2 separate regions of the Hermetia illucens genome follow, and region 1 is linked to region 2. Evidence: chromatin contacts called from public Hi-C data. All regions are on one chromosome and are shown on one strand. The core of a region is the stretch at or near the end of the contact, and the rest is flanking DNA. Distances in the headings are between cores, read along the strand shown.

Region 1 (5,738 bases), core at 2,516-5,015, 200 kb after region 2:
GAATACATGATAGAATCGCATATGGTGAATGCGAGTTTCTGACCAATGCTCAAAGCACTATGTGGCTTGGCATAATCATAAAACAGTATGCTGCCCTTCCTAATGAATATCGTCAACGTCTTTTTTTCAGAATGAAGCTTTTCATTCGGCTTCAACAATTCCAAATTGATTGGCCCTCGTTTAGGAATGGAAGGGATTTAATAATATTTCCTTTTCCTTACAATGTTTTACTATACATATATCCACTTTTCATAATCAGTTACCATTCAATCCAAGAAGAGTTCGATTTAGTTCTGTGTAAGCGAAGATGTCCATATGATCACTAGATCATTCAAATACTTTTCAGGTAACCCATATGGCACCGATCCCGAATAATTCCACAGCAATTTTAATTTCCGAATATGGTCCAAAATTGATGAATGCAGAGTGAAGCTTTATTTTATTCTAACACGATCTTGACAATATCGTGTTTGATTGGGAGTTCATTTCGAAAATTGCGAACTATCTTTGCATAGTCTATCAAAAACTGTCCTTTCAATAAATTTTTACATACCTTAATGGCATTTCTTCCTTGCCTGGAATTCGTAAAAAATACAGTAGTATAAATGACCTTTATCAGTAGCTAAGCTTACGCGATCGCGTTGTGCTTAAAACTTAAAAGTAGTATACATTCAGTGATAAAAAGAGAAAACCCAATACATATACAAATACAATACAAAACAAGTCGGGAAACCGGAAGCTGGACGCTTCAGGTACGAAAGGTTTTGTGTATTTCTTAGTACGTAGCACATAATATATGCATATATTATGTGGGAATATCCACTTTCGGATGATATTGACATTCATAGTCTTGAATTTGCAAAGAAGCGACAACTTGGACGTATTATAACTTTGTTAGTAATAGTGCGATTTCTACCAAACTTGGTAAGATCATGCTCTATATCCTATATTGTTGCGAAATTTCGTGCTCCTAGCATGAATTTAAGGGGGTTCCGCAGCGAATTACTAAAAATTATAGTAATATACTATTATTAACTTTATTTATGCAGATATCAGTATGGAAGGTATTTCGAAGCCCAGGCACCATATAGTGGCAGCCTCTTGATTTTTTTCAGATTTTTCGGTTGGGTAGTTTCTGAGAATGGCCCCCGTAAAGGAATGGTCACTCTCAACCACCCGCACTCCCCACCTTTCCAACAAATGTGAAAACTAAGACCAGCTTCGAAAAGTACTGATCGAGACCTTTAATTTGATACCCCACATGACTATATTTGATGAAAAAAAAATTTACACCCCCCTTTTACATGTATGGGGACCCCCCCTTAAATTCGTTGTAAAAGGATGTAATTCACTGTATGCGTGAGCGTTCACAGTTCCCAGCTTTCCACCAAATTTGGTGTCAATCGCTGCAACCGTCTCCGAGAAAAATGCGTGTGACGGACAGACAGACAGACAGACAGACAGACGGACAGACAGACAGACAGACAAACAGACAGTAAACCGATTTTAATAAGGTTTTGTGTTTACACAAAACCTTAAAAAGGTACAAAAGTTTCCGGTAGAACCAACATTATTAGTAATGCTGCACCTCACTTTGGAAAATGAACACGCCACTCCGATAAAGTATCCATGAACTTTCGCTTGTAAGCCACTACGCTAGTTAGTTCGGAAATCCGGGTAAGATTCTTCCGATCCCTTACTATTGACGATAATCAACTCGGAATGGACGTTTGATCACCCCCAAATGTCCAAGTTCACTACAAATGGTGCCCAATATCTAACTGAAGCAGCAAATTTAATGAATTTGGACCTTTTAAAGATGGCGTTTGAGGTCAAACTTAGCTTTTAAATTATGGGATGGAAATACATGAAACTCTATTAGGTCTTTTAACCGGACACTGGTCCTTAAATTATCTCCTTCTGGTATTTCTCACTTTTCCAAACTATCAAAATATCAGGTATATACTAGGCTGTTCAATAAGTTTTGCGGTTCGATAAGAGAGCGCGTTGCCACTAGCCCCATTTTTTTTTTTTTTTTTGTGTTGGTGCACTCTTCATATGAACGTATATAAAATTTCATTTCAGTCTGTCAATCCATTCTTTGTTTATAAGCTTTTTAGTATAGGCGTGTAATGATTGAATTTTTATTTTCGAAAAGTTTAAAAGCGAACGAATGTTGAAAGAGTATAAGGACTTTTCGCATTCGATTAGTACAGTAGAAGGATGGGTTTCTGAATTTAAACGTAGTCGTACAAGCCTTGAAGGCGATCCACGTCAAGGACGTCCGAAAGCAGCAACAAAAACCAGAAATCGTAGGAAAAATACAGGATATCGTATTGGAAAATCGTCGAGTGACTAAAAGGAGTGTAAGCAAAATTTTGACTAACTATTAGGTTTCAGAAAGCTCTGTGCACAATGGGTACCGCATTCGCTAACAATGGAGCAAAAACACACTCGAATTCGATTTTCTCGGCAACATTTAGAGCATTTTTAATAGGATAAAGTGGATTTTGTGAGTCAATTCATGACTATGCATGAGAGAGGGTCTATCATCATGATCCTGAATCAAAACAAGAGGCAAAGAGTGGAGTGAAACTGGTTCTTCAGCTCCGAATCGAGTTCGTATCCTGAAATCGGCCAAAAAGGTGTTCTCATCAGCTTTTTGGGATGCGAAAGGAATTTCGTTTACAAATTGCTTACGAACTTGTAAAGAATAAATTCTGAATATTGTTGTAACCTTTTAAACCTGCTGAAAGAAAAAATTCGTGAAAAAGGAAAGATTTGCAGAAGAAAAAAATCTTTTTCGTCAGGACAATTCACCGTGTCACAAAAGCATTTTGACAATAGCTAAAATCCATGAATTGTAGTTCGAATTATTGGAGCATGCGACGTATTCACCAGATTTGGCCCCTAGCCACTTCGATCTGTTTCCAGACCTAAAAAATTCATGCGTGGAAAGCGTTTTTCATCAAATGATGAGGTCATAACAGCTGTGGAAGCGTATTTTTTAGCCCTTTCAGGTTCCCACTTCAGGGACGCAATTCATCAATTGGAATCTCGTTGGAACAAGCGTATTGATGTTCACGGTGTCTATACTGAATAATAAAGTGTATTTCAAATCATAAAATTGTGTTTTTCTTATCGAACCGCAAAACTTATTGAAAAACCTATTATACTAAACTAGATTCTAAGTTAAGAAAATTTTCTTTCTTTCAAAACGAAATAATAAGGCGCACACTCAATTTTCACCTCAGATTTTCGCTTTAGATCCCTTCCTCATCCAGTCAAAATTAGAGGATTATAGGGCAATTTAGAAGAATAAATAACCCGATTAGATAATTTGTTTTAGTAGTTTTTGAAATTGCCGAGAACAAGTATGGAATCAATAAATTTTCCGATTGTGGCGACCGAATGATTCACCATTTGGCATGTAGGAATACGATAATACTTTCCCATAGTGCATTTTGAGAATAAAACCAGGTTACCTGTTCTTCTGCATCTTAACAAATGTAAGGAATATCAAAAACATCAAACTTCGGTATTTCGAAAACTGAGCAAGATATATATCAAAACATTTTATTTATCATTTTAATGTTATTTTGATTCATTTTATCAAAATCAATCATCCCCACACTGCGGCGCTACGAAAACTGTAATTATCCCAGTACAGCCGTTACAAATATTTGATTACTGCTTCCGGTTTTTATAATTATTTGTTTCATTGAACGAACTCGATATCATCAACAACCAATCCCCCAGGCAACAAATATTTCGTTGGGTGTCAAACTGACAGCAAAGTGTTGTGGGGACGACTTGCAAAATTTGATCCCATTGTCAAAGAAGTAGATTCAGTTTTTCGCTTTCAAATAATTCCAATTTGATAGAATTCTAAGTAATGTTGCCCTTTAACAATGGATTCGCTTCGCCTCTTTGGCATAATGGTCCAATCCCAGGAGGATTGTACAACTTCCCAGGACACAATGGACCCGCTAGTCAGCCGAAAAAGGATTACGGCGTTCAACGAGCATCGTACGTGTATTTATTCTGTAATAACTTAGAGTTTCAGTGATTCAGCTTTTGTTAATTGCATCGACTACGATTTTCGAAAATGCTTATTCACCGGATAAAAAACAAAAACTTAACCTCAATTCCCGCAGGCAACCAATAACAACTGGAACCTCCGTAGTGGGACTAAAATTCGATGGTGGTGTCGTCATAGCTGCTGATAATTTGGTTTCATATGGCTCAATGGCGCGATTCCAGGATGTGCAGCGTGTTTTCAATATAAATAACAAGACCGTTGTCGGCGCTGGTGGTGACTTTGCAGATTTCCAGTGCATCAAGCGCTACATCGACCAAAAGATCATCGACGATATGTGTTACGCCGACGAATATGAAATGAAACCTAAATCGCTATATAACTGGCTGACACGCATTCTCTACACAAAAAGAAGTAAATTCGAGCCATTGTGGGTTGACATTGTGGTGGGTGGAGTGGAAGACGGCGTCCCATTCTTGGGACATGTTGATCTGCGAGGACGGTCATATCAAGACGATGTAATAGCGACTGGATTCGGAAAGCATTTGGCGTTGCCATTGTTAAGAGAAAGGACCGAAACAGGAAAACCCATTGGCAGGGATGAGGCGATAGCTTTGGTAACATCTTTCTCATGAAAACCGGAAAACAATCCTAAAAATTCAATAATTTTAGGTGAAGAAATGCATGGAGGTGCTCTTCTATCGGGACTGCCGTGCCTCGCCGAACTTCACGATTTCAGTATGCACAAAAGAAAAGGCGGAAATATTAGGACCATTCAAGGTTTCTCAAAATTGGGAATTGGCGAAATCGGTCGAGGGTTATTGAGATCGAAAATATTCTATTTTTTGTATTTGATTAACGAAATAAATGCTTATAAGTATGGAGAGTATTTCAGTATTTAATTTCTAATTTGTATTTATAAGAATTGCTGGACTGAAAACGCTAATTGATTCTATAAAGTCGCGTCAAAACGAAGCAGCCCAAATATCTATAAGGCAGAAAGATCCGAACCGAGAACTAAATTTAAAAAGCTAGAAAATAAGTGAGGACACCCTGCTGCTGTAATGAGGGAGAATCTGGGACTAAAGTTCAAACTCCCAATGTATAGTGAAACAGTGCCGTTTTCTATGTTCAAACCGCTACGACACCAAATCGCTGATGTGACACTGAAGTATTGTTAATCATACAACGGTCATGGAAGTACCAACGAAAATATGGATAGAAAATAAATCTTCCAAATTGAGCTAAAGAGTTGGCGATTCATACATGACTCGGCAGGAGAAGGTTGGCACATATCAAAAGGGCTAGTACTCAGCAGACTACACTAAACGATGAAAAATTGAGCCTTTTGTGAACGGCATTCAAGATCTAGAAACAAAATAAGCGACTATTATTTCACCACAGGAAACTTTCATTGAGACCTCTTCGAGCACAGTATCTTTGAGAGCCGCCACGGAAATATGTCGGGCCAAACACTGAAGAACGTAACTTAGAATGCAAAAATAACCAATTCTCTGTATAGAACAGACTTTAAGGCTATTGGCACTCAAAGGCATTGAAGGTAAATGGAGGAGAAAGAGAAGATCCAGGTCGCCAGGAGTTACAGAAGGTGAAACTAACAGAAAGTGCGTATATAAATGCCGAACAAACCCACTTCAATAAAAGTGTAGAAGCAATAAACACCGAGCAAGAGATCGGA
Region 2 (5,815 bases), core at 2,041-4,540:
TGTTGAAAACTCCCTCTATATCCAAAAAGGCAGCTAGGGTATACTTCTTGTACTGCAGCGACCGTTCAACCGTGCCAATTATCTCGTGGAGGGCGGTTTCGGTGGATTTTCCTTTGAGGTAGGCATGCTGGGACTTCGAGAAAGGCGTTCTCTCCATAATCGTCCTTAAGTGGATGTCCAGGACGCGCTCAAGGGTCTTCAGCACGAAAGAGGTCAGGTTAATTGGTCGAAAGTCCTTCGCGGACTCATCTCCACGCCTGCCCCCTTTCGGTATGAAAATCATGCGTGCGCGTCTCGAGGACTGTGGTTGGTATCCTAAAGAGACGCAGCTCCGGTAAATCTCGACAAACCACGGCACAACCCTTTCCTGCTTCTTCTGAAGCATGAGTGGCATTATGCCATCTGGGCCTGCAGATTTATAGGCGGAGAAGCTGTTTATAGCCCAGCCGATCTTATCCTCGGTAATTATAGTCTCGCACAGCTGGGGTGGCAGCAAACCCTCGAAGCAAGGTTCTGACTCATAGTCCTCCTCGCTTGCGGGAAAGTGCGTTTGAACCAGCAGCTCCAAGGTTTCACTAGAAGTTTCCGTCCAGGAACCTATCGACATTTTAAGAAAAAATGGGCTCTTATAGATAGAATCTTACTGAGCCTCGCGGATTCACTGGTGTTTTATATGTTCTGACAATAGTCCAACCAACACCGTCTCTTGGCGGTCCTGGCGGCCGACTTGTACTTCTTCAGGCAGTTCTTGTATGGCTGCCAATATTTATGCCTGTAGAAGATGTTCAAAATTTCTCGGGTCAGCTTCCTGAGACTGGAGAGGTCTTCATTCCACCACGGTGGCAGTGTCTTTTTGCTGTACTTAGTAAGGCACGAGACTTTAAAGGCGGTATCGAATGTCTTTTCTAGAGCCCCCACCCTTTAACTCCAATTCGCCAATCTTGCCAATTGCCCACCGGAGAGTTTGTTCTTAATTATTTGACCAAATTTTCTCCAGTCGATCCTCCTGGGGTCTCTGAACGGTTTGGAGACCTCTGCGGCGAGACCCAAACTGAAGAGTATCCAGTTGTGATCGGAGATCACTGGTCAGACACTCTCCCGTCCTCTACCCTAAGAATCCCATTGTCGGTTATTAGGGTGATATCAAGGACCTCCGCCCAATCGTCAAAGTTCTTCGAGCTGGGGAAATGGAAGGTTGGTGTACTACCCCTGTTACACACCGATAGGTTCAAAGTAATAATAAAATCACAGGATGACTCACCTCTGTCGGTTATTTCCGAGCTGCCCCAAAACGTATGCCTTGCATGGGCGTCGCAGCCTATCAACAGGTTGGCCTTCTTTGTTGCTATGGTGTTCGTTAAATGTCGTAGTTCTTCTGGCGGAGCTGATCGGTTGTGAACCATGTAAGCCGAGGAAATATACACGTTCTCTGCCCCCGCCTGTTCCAACTTGACCACGACTAGGTCTCCTCGCGAGAATAAATGCTCTTGGTATGTCCTGATCAGCGTCTCCTGTGCTGTGGAATAAATTAAAATATTTGCTTTGGAGCCCTTTGATGATTCGGCCACCTCCGACCCAGGGCTCCTGTATTAGTGCGATGTCGACGTCTTCCTCTAGGAGGAAGACAAACAGATTAACAGAGGCTCACTTTGAGTGCTGCAGATTTATCTGCGTTACCCTCAACATGATCCGCTTGCGTGGGGAGTTCGTCAGTCCCCGTTGGACCGTCGATCGTCCGGTCTCCTGGGAATCTCGTCGGAAGGATAACATTGAGCTTTACGCCCTCCCAGGCGTTGCTGATCTTCGCTACGCACGAACCGAGAAATTCCATAGAGAATTGGTCCTCGCAAGCTATGGCGCAAAACCCACGGACCACCTGCGAGGAATCAAAGCAGGAGATGAATTCCGTGTGTTTGTCTTCGATGTCCAGGAGATGCTCAATGACCATCTCCGACAGCCTCGCCTCAACACTGGTCCACACCTCCGGCGCTAGTTTGCCGCTAGCGAAATTGCCATCCGCCAGCGCCACGTCGCTGAAGGGTTTCACAATTCGTGCTTTTCTTCGGATGTTGCTTAGCGTGTGAGGGGATGATCGTTAAAATTCCAAAGAAGGGCACCCATTTTGAATGTGACAACTGGGGAGAAGGGGGGCGGTCTGTATGCTCCTTGCCGTCGCACAGATAATAGCCAAAATAATCCTGGAATACATCAAAGGACATCTCGAAAGCCTGATGGACAGAGGGCACTTTGGTTTCTGCTCCAGATCATTGTGCAGTAATCGCATGGAACAGTCTGCGGAGTTTAAATCTTCGCTGCACTTGCCCTCGTGCGTAGAGCGCTCCAGTCGCACTCCCTGTTCACACTATGGAAAGCTTTTTCGAAATCGCTAGAACTCCCGGAGTGATCAGCTAATCCGACGGCATTCTCTTTGTCCGGATAGCTCAGTGGTTAGAGCACTAGGCTGTCATACGGAAAGTCGCGGTTCAAATCTCACTGGTGGCAGTGGAATTTGTATCGTGATTTGACGTCGGATACCAGTCGACTCAGCTGTGAATGAGTACCTGAGTCAAATCAGGGTAATAATCTCGGGCGAGCGCAATGCTGACCACATTGCCTCCTACAGTATACTGTAGTGTACCGTTACGGTCTTGAATAAAGTGCTCTAACACACTTCAAGGCCCTGATCCAATATGGATTGTTGCGCCAACGATTATTATTATTATTATTCTCTTTGTCGAGCAATTCATCAAAGCACTTAACTTACCTGTCGGTCGGAAATCAGATTTTTTGCTTTACCTCGACAGGACAAACATCGAGGTGTATATGGACTCATTCCGCTAACTTGTTGGTAAAACTCCCGTCCTCGATGCGACTTTAATAAGCTTTCAAAAAAATCAAACTCAAAACTGGCTGAGTTGGAGTGTCTACTGATTTTGAAAATTATTGTTGGAAACACCACGTTTAGACGTTTTGTTACTTTGTTTGAATATTTGAGATAATGTTGCGTCTAATTTGAATCTCTACTTGACATGGTAAATCTTTATAAAGTACTGTAAGTCACCTATGCTAAACATTCTGTGCAATTCTTAACGTTACTTTTGAACTTCTTTATCTTTTCATGACGTTTTTGCCTTACATCGTTAATAAAACGTTATTAGGCCTTCCACCGGAAATGACCTTTTCCGACCATTCCATCAACGTCTTGCAGCACGTGTACTGCCTTATCGATACCTTTTCCGGTGCACTCAGCTGTATTGAACGCACACCAATCAGCTGTTGGTGGCCTTCGGCTCTACAAACAGCGGCTGATAACTGTCAACCGGTTGTGTAAAAATTGTGTTTTCCCGTAAAGTGCAGCAAAATTCATCCCAATCATTTTGAAATTTTTACCCGAAATGCAATATCTGCTTGCACAATGACTGATTAGCAGTTCGCGCGGCGGCAGCGTTGTTTCTACAAAATGTTTTTCTGAATTTCAATTGGAAATTTACTCAGGAATTTTCCCCATAATCGTGGAGTGCAGTCTTCGGAGTGACAGGTAAACTGAGGAAAATATGTCAAAGTAGAATCTGCCAACGAGCACGGAAAATCGCTTCAAAGTCTTTTTCTGGAGTTGGAAATCGTTAATATCTCAAAGTTTTATATCATTGTCGTGCGTCACTTCCATTTCAATATCACCGCGCATAACGTCAGAGACTACAATTGATTCGAAATATTTTTCTAAAATAGATTCCTCCATATTTGTCCGAGCTAGAGGCGGAGAAACGATAACAGCAGAGCAATGGAGGCCGAATCAAATGTCGACGGTGCCAGCGGCGATAATGCCAGCAAACCAAGTAAAATGGATTGTGTAGCGGACGAGAAGGATAAGGAGAGGTAAAGTGGATTTTTTGCTAGCACGTCTGCTTCCCGAATTGGGGCCTAATTGGTTTAGGGTCGGCTGCAGTTCTGCTTGCGACGCAATTTTCTTTGATGACGGTTGCCGCACGAAGTTTGGCGATTATTGCAGGCTAAATGAGTCTCTATCACCTTACGTCGGGCCTATTTATTTTCGAATCTGTGTACATGTTTATATTTTTCTAACAGCGTTAGCTGAGATAGCGAACAGCAAATCCCAGATGGATTTTTGCTTGTAATCGGGGAGATAAGCCAACTGGCTTGTTGGTGCTTGGTGCAATGTTTTGAAAAGGAAGCGGTTCTGTTGTGTCGCCGAATCGAATAGGCAATTCCTTTTTATTAAAGCTATTTTAAAAGCTACTGGTTTCGATGCATCTATCGTCGATTCTAGGACATTCTTCCCCATGAAAGGAAAGCAATAAAAATTGTAATCAAAATCGTAACATTCATGGATAAGTAGTTATTTTCAACCGGATTTTTAAAAAAGTTGTGCACTAAAAGGTTAATCATTGCGTACTGCATCAAAATATATTTATCGATGACGGTGTCCCGGAATAGTTTTACTTTTAACGCTGTATACCATGGTCGCATCGCTAGAGCTGTTGTTCCTATGAATTTTTAAGGAGACATTTTCGCTAATTCGTATCGAGGAAACCGTTCAAGGATGACTTACGAAAATGAAGACTGAAGGTGTGGTGCACTTAATTTCCGGCACAGCAAGAAATCTCGAGAAGTCCATCGTAACCCCTACGGTGCCAGGCAAGAATATATCATGGCGCTGCTCAGAGAAGCAAAAATTTTCCAAAATATTTATAGATAAATTACATGATCAGGCTCCTCATCTAAAATGATAATGGAAGGAACCCATCACCATAGTTTTATCTCCACGGTCTCACCACTTACGGATGAAATATCAAGTTACCATAACTTACGGATACGGACTACTCCTTTAAACATAGAAAGGTCATGTGGCCACCACGAGAGCCCAATTAGCGCTATGCGGCTTCGTTTTAATGCCACATTCCATTCTATCTAGCCGGCTCAGATCTTCACAGCCAGCCGTAGCCTTTACGAAGGACAAGCCCTACGATGAGCTCCCCAAAAAAATTTTACTTGGTGTCCGCAGTCGGAAGGTTTGTCTGTCCTACAATGGGAATTGTAGGGGCCCCCGCAGGTCTGCCCCTTGCATACCACGGTAATCCTGTACTCATTCGCACTCGTCGGGTCATCTGGATTCGGGGACTGTTAGGTAATGCGGGTAGCCTCCGCAGTCGCCACCGGGAGGTCGACTGCGCCTACCGGTATACTGTCAGAAGTATATCCCTTAGTGTTCAATCCGTCGGTTTCCGCTTTCTTCTCTATGTTCCTATTACTGGGAATCCAAACAAGGGAATTCATCTATGCCATCAATGCGCTCAAGCGGGCCAAACTCGCTTGGCTTGATGGCACGAACTGCAACTGTTCGTAGCAACCCTTGCAGTTTGTGCAGAACTGTTCTTCCACTTATGCGGAAAGACTGGGAATCCGCGATGTTTGTGACAGAGTGGAAGAAAGGGATGAACGTTAAAATTAAAGAACAATACCTTTGTTGAGTGCGAGATCTTGGAAAGTATCAAGAACACCTTGATCGCTTGATCGGCAAGGCAAAGGCTGGTTTCTGCTCTGGGTCCTCCTTCACTGATTATATTGACACCTTGCGAGGAGAAATTTGAAGTCCAACACGAATAACGACAAGGTTTCATTCTATCGTCGATGTTACATATTGATCTCGGTAATCCTGTGCTTCATTCTGTCTTGTCCGGAGGCTCTGCATGCCTTCAATGGACTATGTCGAACTGAGCTGATGATATTTGCTTGCTCTTACAATGAGTTTTAGATCTTGGCAAATTTCTCTGGATTTGACAAGGGGGCGAGCTAA

What was found. A called contact is a pair of places that touch in the nucleus more often than the background predicts.
Region 1: a Hi-C map of whole body shows a contact between it and region 2, with 4 times the contacts expected there. The contact joins the promoter of LOC119649928 here to the promoter of LOC119648346 in region 2. A contact is called at or near these places in 2 of 2 Hi-C or Micro-C datasets (an unstated tissue and whole body).

What each region holds. Positions count from the first base shown.
Region 1 is chr2:125,699,818-125,705,555 of iHerIll2.2.curated.20191125, forward strand. LOC119649928 (proteasome subunit beta type-4) reads left to right here and starts at 3,766. Exons shown (of 3, transcript XM_038052347.1): 1 at 3,766-4,029; 2 at 4,158-4,656; 3 at 4,712-4,928. The coding sequence starts at 3,896. The coding sequence ends at 4,864.
Region 2 is chr2:125,497,020-125,502,834 of iHerIll2.2.curated.20191125, forward strand. LOC119648346 (DDB1- and CUL4-associated factor 8) reads left to right here and starts at 3,291. Exons shown (of 9, transcript XM_038050042.1): 1 at 3,291-3,538; 2 at 3,730-3,876. The coding sequence starts at 3,782.